3 separate regions of the Danio rerio genome follow, and regions 1 and 3 are each linked to region 2. The links are chromatin contacts, called in public Hi-C and HiChIP or PLAC-seq maps. All regions are on one chromosome and are shown on one strand. The core of a region is the stretch at or near the end of the contact, and the rest is flanking DNA. Distances in the headings are between cores, read along the strand shown.

The links. A called contact is a pair of places that touch in the nucleus more often than the background predicts. HiChIP or PLAC-seq counts read pairs in DNA pulled down with a chosen protein or histone mark.
Region 1: a Hi-C map of hematopoietic stem cells shows a contact between it and region 2, with 4 times the contacts expected there. The contact joins the promoter of prkcbb here to the promoter of rbbp6 in region 2. A contact is called at or near these places in 5 of 18 Hi-C or Micro-C datasets (caudal fin, embryo and hematopoietic stem cells).
Region 3: a contact with region 2 is called in an H3K4me3 HiChIP or PLAC-seq map of embryo, with 9 times the contacts expected there. The contact joins the enhancer-like site here to the promoter of rbbp6 in region 2. A contact is called at or near these places in 7 of 18 Hi-C or Micro-C datasets (caudal fin, embryo, hematopoietic stem cells and 1 more) and 2 of 4 datasets of contacts at active chromatin or transcription factors (caudal fin and embryo).

Annotation. Positions count from the first base shown.
Region 1 is chr3:33,860,788-33,864,049 of GRCz12tu, forward strand. prkcbb (protein kinase C, beta b) reads left to right here and starts at 1,494. Exons shown (of 17, transcript NM_200978.1): 1 at 1,494-1,807. The coding sequence starts at 1,638.
Region 2 is chr3:34,262,840-34,266,271 of GRCz12tu, forward strand. rbbp6 (retinoblastoma binding protein 6) reads left to right here and starts at 1,509. Exons shown (of 17, transcript NM_001193674.1): 1 at 1,509-2,525; 2 at 2,915-3,014. The coding sequence starts at 2,360.
Region 3 is chr3:33,983,520-33,986,758 of GRCz12tu, forward strand. The region is part of intron 5 of prkcbb (protein kinase C, beta b); the gene reads left to right. Among named protein-coding and RNA genes, the nearest start is that of prkcbb, 120 kb to the left of the region's middle. Within about 2 kb of position 1,797, at least 7 of the 62 cell types and tissues checked have an H3K27ac peak or open chromatin away from gene starts, as enhancers often do.

The DNA.
Region 1 (3,262 bases), core at 244-2,743, 400 kb before region 2:
TTATATGCTTGAAAAAATATGTTATTATAAGTGATAATTTACGATCATATCATGCTCTTCCGGAAAAAGATGGTTTGCACTCTCCAGGTTGGAGGAAAGTCCTTACCCCAGGTGGAGGAGTTCAAATATCTTGGGGTTTTGTTCACAAGTGAAGGAAGGATGGAATGTGAGATTGAAAGGTGTATTGGTGCAGCGACAGCAGTTATGGGGTCAGTATATCAGTCTATTGTGGTAAAGAAGGAGCTGAGCCGAAAGGCAAAGCTCTCGATTTACCGGTCAATCTACGTTCTACTCTCACCTATGGTCATGAGCTTTGGGTCATGACCGAAAGAACAAGATCTCGGACACAAGCAGCCAAAACGAGTTTCCAATGCAGGATGTAAGGGCGCACCCTTATAGATTGGGTGAGGAGCTCTGTCACCCGGGAGGAGCTCAGAGTAGAGCCGCTGCTCCTTCACATCGAGAGAAGTCAGCTGAGGTGGCTTGGGCATCTGTTTCGGATGCCTACTGGGTGCCTACCTAGAGAGGTGTTCCAGGCAAGTCCCACTGTGAAGAGGCCTCGAGAAAGATCCAGGACACGCTGGAGGGACTTTGTCTCTTGGCTGGCCTGGGAATGTCTCGAGATCTCCCCGGAGGAGCTGGAGGAAATATGGGGTTCTCTCCTAAGACTGCTGCCTCTGCAACACGGCCCCGGAAAAACAGTTAAAATAGAGTTGAGAGATGAGATCATATTATTGTGCAAGGTAATGATTTAACATGATTTACTAATATTAGTCCTCACAAATGAATGTGCAGTTCTGAAATGAATTAGATTATTAGGGTGCACTGTTTTATGTGTAACTGGCTTGTACTCATGCCAGTTTAATCAATGATCGAGGACTTTTAGTTACCTGAATTATTTTTCATATTCACTCATGTCCTTTTATTTTTTCTTACAAGCTATGCAAATTAAAGTACCGTTTTGGTGCGTTTTGTACAACCGGTCATGTGATGTCAACATGTAAAATGCCCATGAGGGGGCGACCCGCTCCATGCAGAATAAAATCACCCTTTTTCCCCCAGCACTTATCTTTATCTCTCATGGCAGTAAATGTTTATAACGTTATCTCTAAAACCTAAACGCTTTGTTTAAGAGTAGAACAGTTTAATTACAAAAAATAAATACCGACTGCACCTTTAAGTTTGAACCCAAATAGGCGTTCATCCGACCTACTCCATATTCAGTATCAACAAGGCAGCATGATTGGCAGATTCCCTTCAATTATAAATGTTCACGAGCCTCATAATTCATCAGCTCGTAAATGTTTCCACACTGTCTCCTTCTCGTAATGCTGTCGAGCGGATTTTAATGTAAATGCGTAAGAGGTTTGACAGAATCTCTATCAATCAGCTCTGCTCGCCAAAGGTAAATGAGTGGGAGGGTGGGAGGAGTCTTGTAACAGCGCGTCAGTGTGTGTCTGGGTATGTGTGTGTGTGTGTGTGAAAAGAGAGAGAGAGAGTGTACCGGTGAAGGCACTTGGGCGGAGAAGGAAGCGAAGCATCGCGCCTGAGAGTTGATCGCAGTCTGAAGCTTTTGCGTTACATGTGCGCAACTCACTCCAGTGTCCAGGCTCGTGCAAACTTTCCCCGCTTTTAGAATGGCAGAGCCGGCGAACAGCGATGGAGAGGAGAGGAGCGCACCCATGAGGGGTTTTGCCCGGCAAGGCGCCCTGAGACAGAAGAACGTTCACGAAGTCAAGAACCACAAGTTTATCGCTCGCTTCTTCAAGCAGCCTACTTTCTGCAGCCACTGCACGGACTTTATCTGGTAAGGAGTTTGCGGGCTTTGCAAGGTGTATGGCAAGCTGTTAAAACAGTGAGATAGGAAGGCTAATTCGTTTTTTTGTGATATTAGTTTTGATTTGTGCTGCTAATGAATGTATTAGGGACTATTATTTAAACGTTTTCATGACAATATGCATTGTGCATAGGCCTATTGCTATATTCTTAGTAGGTTATGCACTTATTAGTCTTTTTATTTAACTTTTTTGATGGTTAACTTTTTTATATAGTGATGAAGAGTACTTGAATCTCTTCTAAAAAGTATGTTAAATCCACCATTAATAAATTGTAATTCATTTATTTTTAATTGAAGGCCCTGATAGACTTACCTTGTTACTTTTCTAAATTAAAATTAATTTAAGATTTTATATGAAGATCTAAATGAAATTCGCACAGCCGACTGTGGAATTTAGATGAATATTGTGGATTTTTTTTGCAAAAAAGATGAACACGCAACTAAAATTACTGCTGCAAAAGAAAACAACAGCTAAGAAAGCGTCTATACTTAGCAATGTTTACATTTGGATAAATTTGACACATAAATCGATAGTTCACCCTAAAACATAAATTCAGTCATCATTAATTTACTTGTCCTCCATTTGTTTCAAATTAGTTTGAGCCTCTTTCTTTTGAACACAAAGTATATTTGAAAATATTTATAAAAATGTTTAAAACCTGTAGTCATTGATTTACAATGGATGTCAATGGCTACCAATTTCGAACATTCTTCAGAACATTTTATTGTGCGTTTAACAGAATAAAGATAAAGGTCTGGAACCCTCTTGAGGGTGAGCAAATAGTGCATAGTTTTTCAGTGAAATATCCCTTTAAACAGTCATGTCACGCTTGCAATAGCACTTACAATAATGTTGCTTTGCAGGGATTCTCAATCTCGGTCCTGGAGGTCCGGTGTCCTGCAGATTTTAGCTCCAACCCCAATCAGACACACTTTGCCTAGCTAATCAAGCTCTTACTAGGCATTCTAGAAACATCCTTGCAGGTGTGTTGAGGCAAGTTGGAGCTAAAAACTGCAGCACACTGGACCTCCTGGGCCGAGTTTTAGAAACCTTGCATAAAAAACGGTCAGTATTGATTGGATTAGATTAGATTTTAATATTTACTGAATTGAATAAAATGAAATGTTGATATTCAAGTCTAAGAAAACAGAGCCTCAGAGCCTCACCTACCTATTACATAATTATCAGAGATTATTGGTAATTTGAAGGTGTTTACTTGCTTAAGTAAATGTTTCTGGAAAGCTCACTTTTGACAAGCTGTTTCATGAAATGAGCTTGTAACAAACTTAGCTTTGACCTGATTTTCTTTTCTTTCTTTTTCTTTTTAATGTGTGACAACATATTAAAAAAGATTTTTTAGATTTTATTTAAAAGTGTATTGAGGCCTTAAATGTCAAAGTGGCTTTCCATGGATGTGGACCTGT
Region 2 (3,432 bases), core at 259-2,758:
TTTTGGGACAGATTTGGGTAAAACACATTTTAGCATGTCTAGCATATCTGTACGTTTAATGCTGCTAGGAGCACATCTCCACAATGACAAGCAATAGAATTTGTAAACAATTAAAGACTGCCATCTAGTGCTCAAAAGTCATAAGCCCACACTAAAGGGAGAATTTATTTTTACATTAGCCAGTCTGGTGAAAGGGGTTGTTCTTTTTTTTCTCAAAAAGTGGACCTTTTTGCAGTTATTTGCCTTATTTTTCTGTTGAATTATGAGATCTAAATAGTGCATTTTAGTGACATTTTAAGCAGCATTAGCTGTATTAGCTTGTTGGACGGTCATCATAACCACACTTTATGATGCACCAAAAATGTTTCCTAAATATTTAGAATAAAGAAATGTCAAAATTAATACTTATTTCTAAAATTCAAATTTATTACATCATTTATCATTAGAAAAAAGAAACATCAATGATGTTTTACATCAATACCTGTCTATTGTTGTTTATTTTGCAAAGAACTACCTGCCCAGCATATTCTTTCCACAGTCAGAATCTAGCAATTTGAATAAAAAATATATTTAAAAAATATTATTAATAATAATAACATAGTGTAGAGCAATTCAAACAAACAAATTATCTAGCCTCTCTTGTATAAGAAAGTACATTTGAAAATTAATGTATAACAACAATGGCCAAAATAGTATTCAAATTAATTTTAATATGGGTTGCTTTTGGTGCCTCACACCTTTTTATTGGTAGTTTTTGTGTTTCAAGAACAGTGTCTACGATTTAGAATAAAAGTCACTTTTAAAATGTTTTCGCTATTTAAATACAAGTTGCAAAAGATTCTCTTGTGTCAGATTGTGCATTTTCTTGCACAAAATATTTTAGCTAAAGTCACACAGAAGATAATGTTAATTATGGGCATACGTTTTATTTTATTTAGAATCGTATGCGATGTAAAAAAAACTCAGACTGTTTTACATTATATTAATGAACATTAAATTAAGTTGCAAGTCAGAACATAGAGTAGTATCAGTAACATTGAGAAAAAATAAAATAGAAATAAACATGAATAAAAACATCAACATTATTCATTTTATGCATGCAAAAGAGTTTAGTAGTTTATAGATTTTTTATTTTTTTTGCTATGTACACTAGTATGACTAATTTATATTTTAAATGAGTAAAATTATAATTTTCCTTGACTGTTTGCATTTATGAATAAAGATGTGCTGTCAGATTTGCTTTTTGTATAGTGTGTAGCCTTTGTGTGTGAATGCGAGAGTGTATGGGTGTTTTCCAGTGATGGGTTGCGGCTGGAAGGGCATTCGCTGCGTAAAGCATATGCTAGTTAAGTTGGTGGTTCATTCCGCTGAAGTGAACCCGATTAATAAAGCGACTAAAACAAAAGGGTGTGCTGTTAATAAACTCCCGCAACTTGTAGCGCTTTGCGCATGCGCACTCTTGGCCCCTCCTAGTAACAGCTTTATTCTTTGCCCCTGCGTTTTCTGCGGAAACCCCTAGTGTGCGTAAAGTCAACGGGTTGTTTTCGATCACGGACGTGAGTCAGTACGACAAAACTGTGATTTAAACAACATCACTGTGGCCATCGAGGTTGACGACGGGGAGACTGGGTTACCGCGACAGTATTTTGATAAAAGGAGGAACGTTTTTTTTTTTTGTTTTTAGTGTTTTGTATCCGTTTTGCTGTAGTCTGTTGTGTTTTTGTATGTGTGATGGACGCCATTTTAGGTTGGTCACACTAGCTCATAGCCACATTGTTCAGGCCTTGCTTCAAACTACGTCGGTTTGTGTTTTTTGTTGTTGTTGAAATTTGGACTGCGCCGAACAAACATTTCGGAGGAACTCATTTCGGACACCGAGGCGACGTTATTGACTGGACTCTACACGTTCACCCATACGGACACCGTTTGAACTGTATATTTCTTGATCAGAGTTGGACCTTACGGACAGCTCACGGCTAACCGCCATATGGTCTTGGACATTGAAACCCGGCAGGAGAGTTTCTGGCTTCTTGCTGGGAAATTCCGTGGACTTAAATCACTTGCGTCATAAAGATTGCGTGTTGCATTTGATCACGGTCTTTCTGAACACTTGCTATTTTCAAATCGCAGTTGCTATTCACGTGAGGCAGAATCCACACGACCTCCTTAGTGGAGACCTTTTGATTTAACAAAAGAGTGTTGAGATGATGAGCAAATATGGCTATTATTCTTAAACTGTTAAGCTGATAAACTGATATTGAGTAAGGTTGATCGCTGGGAGAGCCCACGCGATCGGGCGAGTTGTAGTTGAGTTTGGTTGTGTGTGGTGGTGGTGTCTGACCACAAGGAGTGTTTAAACATGTCTTGTGTCCATTACAAGTTTTCTTCTAAACTTAACTACGACACGGTCACCTTCGATGGCCTTCACATCACGCTCAGTGATTTGAAACGCCAGATCATGGGGCGAGAGAAGCTGAAGGCCGCGGACTGCGACCTGCAAATCACCAACGCTCAGACTAAAGAAGGTAAGCTGGACAAAATGTGTTTGTTTGTTCAAAGTTTGTTCGAGTAATTGATACTAACCAATGTTAACATAAGTAAACGCGTAAGGTTTGTTGGAAAAGGGGTTTGAATTATTGCCTTGGTTAACTGTTAGCTTATAGCTAATGTTTGCTAACCTGTCACCAGCTTCGTTATTATATAACTTTTAAATGGGATTTTATGTCTTTTAATTATAAGCTTGTAAATGATTTGTTTTATTGCGATTAATTAATTTAAAGTATTGTTTTTAACTGTACATTTGTGTAGTGAAGACTCCATTTTGTGTGCCAGCGTTTATGTGTGCTCATTACATAGACAAAGGAATGTGAGAGGTGTTAATTAATGGTTTTGCCATTCTTATTTTTGATTACAGAATACACTGACGATGAAGCCCTCATTCCTAAAAACTCGTCTGTCATCATTAGACGAATCCCTATTGGAGGGCTTAAGTCGACAAGCAAAACATATGTCATGTAAGTACATTACTACTTTTAACCTGCAGTTGTCTTTTATAAATATTTGTACGACAAAAACATCTAAAAGTGTTAGATGTTTCAGTAGATATTAGCTAGGAACATTGTAATGTGGAAACTGCTGTATCTCATTTACAGTTCTGCATGTTCAACATTAATATGTTGTGATTTGATGTGAGGCATGAAGGGTAAAATGTCATATTTAGTCTCACCTTCCCCAATGGTGTATTATGATTGTAAATTTAAAATAAATGTCTCCATATAAATGAGGAATAGTAGCCCAATTGGCATGTAAATTTTTTTTTTAGGCTGACAGGTTAAAAACATCCAGTTTTTATTAAAACTTCTTAAAAGTGATTAAGTGTAATACTGAAATGCATTTTTACTTGAGCTGTTAAAATGTCTTGCAGTAAATGAA
Region 3 (3,239 bases), core at 547-3,046, 280 kb before region 2:
CATTTTTGCATTATTATAATTATTTTTAATATATTATTTCTATGTAGTTATTAACTACTTTGTTAGTTTTGCATGAATGTACATTTATTTGTCTAAAGAAAATGTTTTACTATTTTAATCATATTCTCTAATTAAATAACTTCTATTGTTGCGTATTTATTGTGCTGGCGCATGCTGGTGTTGAAGTTATGCCTCAAAAACAATAATAACCATAAATGAAAAGATGATGGATCAGGGTGTTAACTAATTTAAAAAGTTGTACAAATATAAATTATGAAAGGAATATAGTGATTAATGGAGGTGATTGTAAAGCTACAGAAAATGTACAAAAAAATGTAAACGTTAAAGAAATATCTTGATAAATAGAGGCGATTGGAAAAAGAACAAAATGAGAAAGGTATGATACAATTTTAATTAATGGCGGTTTTAAGTGCTATGTATTTTTTGGGTTAATGATATAAAATATAATATATATTATGCCAAAGATGCCAAAAGGATAAAATATGTCTCATGTAAAGCTCACATGTCTCATGTAAAAAGAAGATCAAAATCAGATCACATGTCTCATGTAAAAAGTCAGATCAAAATCTTTGTTATATTAGCGTACATTTTATATAATTTATATTTATTTATCTTAATAATGATTTTTCATGTCATTATATTAATTTATTTGTTAATTTATTGTTTTTATTTTTCCTTTTTTATTCTTTATTTTCAAACAGTTTTTATGGAGTGTCCCTGAACCTCAGTTTAAAAACAAATTTGAGTTCTCGTCATTATTCATCCTCAGGTCATTCCAATCCGGCTGATTATATTATTATTTTATTATTATTATTATTATTATTATTTAAACGTTTTGGTCCACATTGTACACTCAATTGGAGTCAATGGTATACAAAAATACCAAAAACAAACAAAAATGTGTATGCTAGTGCTTTTTTTATTTTTTTATTTTACATTTATTGTATAACAAAGATACATTTAGTCCCCATCATTTACAATAATAATCATTAGATTATTTGGTGCCAATAAAGAATGGAAAACGAGAAACAATAGGAAAAAAGTAAAGAAATCAAACAAAATTTAAAGAGATATCGATAGGTCATCTGGTCTAAGGATAAATATATAATAGAAAGGAAATTGAGAGTGAAGTAGCAAAATAATATGATAACAGCAATTTAGAGATTTAATAGATTATACATATTTAAGATTATTCCAATTGTCTTTGATTGCCTTCTTGTTAAGTGAATCTGAGATTGGAAGCAAGTAATTTGTAGTTGCTTGTATAAATGCTATAAATACTGGCCTGCAATTTGAAAATTTACAATTATGAATGTAAAAAATGCATGAAAAAGAATAAGGTTTATTATAAAGCAGATGTTAAATTTGTATGTGTGTCTGTGTGTCGTGTTTGTGTTTTCAATGGAAGGAAAAAAACATGAGCAAGTGATAACAGACATGTGTTTTTGCTTAAACTAATGCTTTTTTATATATGGAAGTAGGCCTGGATCCGTGCAGCTGTGAGTGTGTGTATATATGTGTGTGTGACATTAGCCTCAACACACTGCTCCATATTCAGCCAAGCGTCCCTCTCTTCAAGCTCAATCCTGGGCCATTTCACCCCGCGAGCCTGTAGAATTAACTAACAGCCTTTAGCCCGCTAGCGGCTAATGAGCTGAGCTGCACCATGTAAAGAAGCGAGGCACAGACAGCCCTGAGCGCAAAAGACATTTTTAATCCATCACGCTGTCCTTTATAATTTAATGTCACGCTACGGCACTGCAGATCTGCTGAGCGTACAGTAAGATGAATGAGGCCACTTCCTGTCGCGCATTTCAAAGGCCTGTCACTTAAAGCTAATGAATTGACCAATACCTGCATGGAAATGGGGCGACCACTCTGCCTTTAAAAGGTCCTTTCCACCTCATCTTTCCCACACTTGCACTCTATTTGACCAGCAGAGCACTTGCAGGTTGATAAATGTTAGTGAGGAACCCTGGGTGACCCTGTTTAGTATGTTGTTAGCGCTTGTTGTGCGGTTTATTTCTGTGAATGAATCTTACTTTGTGAAGAAATCTTGCCTTAAATCAGCTTCAAGGTCTGTTGTGAGCTGTGAATGCTCCTTTTTCTTTTATAAATCTATCATTTGGTGTTGAGTTGCAGTGGTGTTTTTAACCTAGAGGGGGCAGCGCTGCTTAATCATTTCCAGAAGCATTAAAGGGTTAGTTCACCCAAAAAATGACAATTTACTCCCCTTTACTCAGCCTCAAGTGGTTCTAAAGATTTGAGAGTTCTTTTTTCTCTACTCTGTTAAGCACAAAAGAAGATATTGTGAAGAATGTTAGAAACTGGTAGCACATGACATTCATACATACCTGTCAACATTGGGATGTAAAAATAAAGGATATTACATTATTACATTATTATTATTATTATTATTATTATTATTATTATTACTATTATTATTATTATTTTTACAAAGGATATAATAAATAGCATACATTAGAAAAAGCTGCAAATAAATAAAACAGTTTAGCCTATTAAAATGAATAGCTAGGCTATTATAAAGAAATTGAATCAAGTTATTAAATCTCATGAACCTTTTGTTCACTGTATAATTTAAACAATCTGATTACTCTCGTTTTGATTTTTCATTTGATTACATTAAATAACAGACGTGTCACTGCACAGATCTATTATGAAAGCATTTGATTGTTTTCTTAACTTTTTATGCTCATTTGAAGGCCGGCTCACTTACAATCTACAATTTTCTTTTGTTTTCTTTGATTTTTTAAATAGATTTTTAAATAGATTTTTTTTTAATCCTAACTGATTGTAGCATGTCAGACTGCACGAACATGGCTGCCATGTCACACTGTAAGATCTCAGTTGTCATAAAGTCAAATTGAATTACAATGAATATGCGCCAAACACGGAAGAAAACACCCCCAAAGTTAGACGTCTTCCATCCCTGACACTTTCACTATCCCGCATTCTGAAATTATTCCTCACGGCAAACATTAACAACCTGTTATGGCAATTTTACACACGGCGTGTCTCAATTTTTCAGAAAGAAAAATTTCTCTGCAGTCGTTTGAATCGTCAAATCATCATTCATCAAATTCGGAGCTTCAATTGGTTCTCGGATTGAAGCTCATCGCAGCTGTTGTCACACTGCAGGAAAGTGTCTGTAATCTTGTGGCAGTGTCAGATCTTCATCGAAGGAAAAATCTGATCGC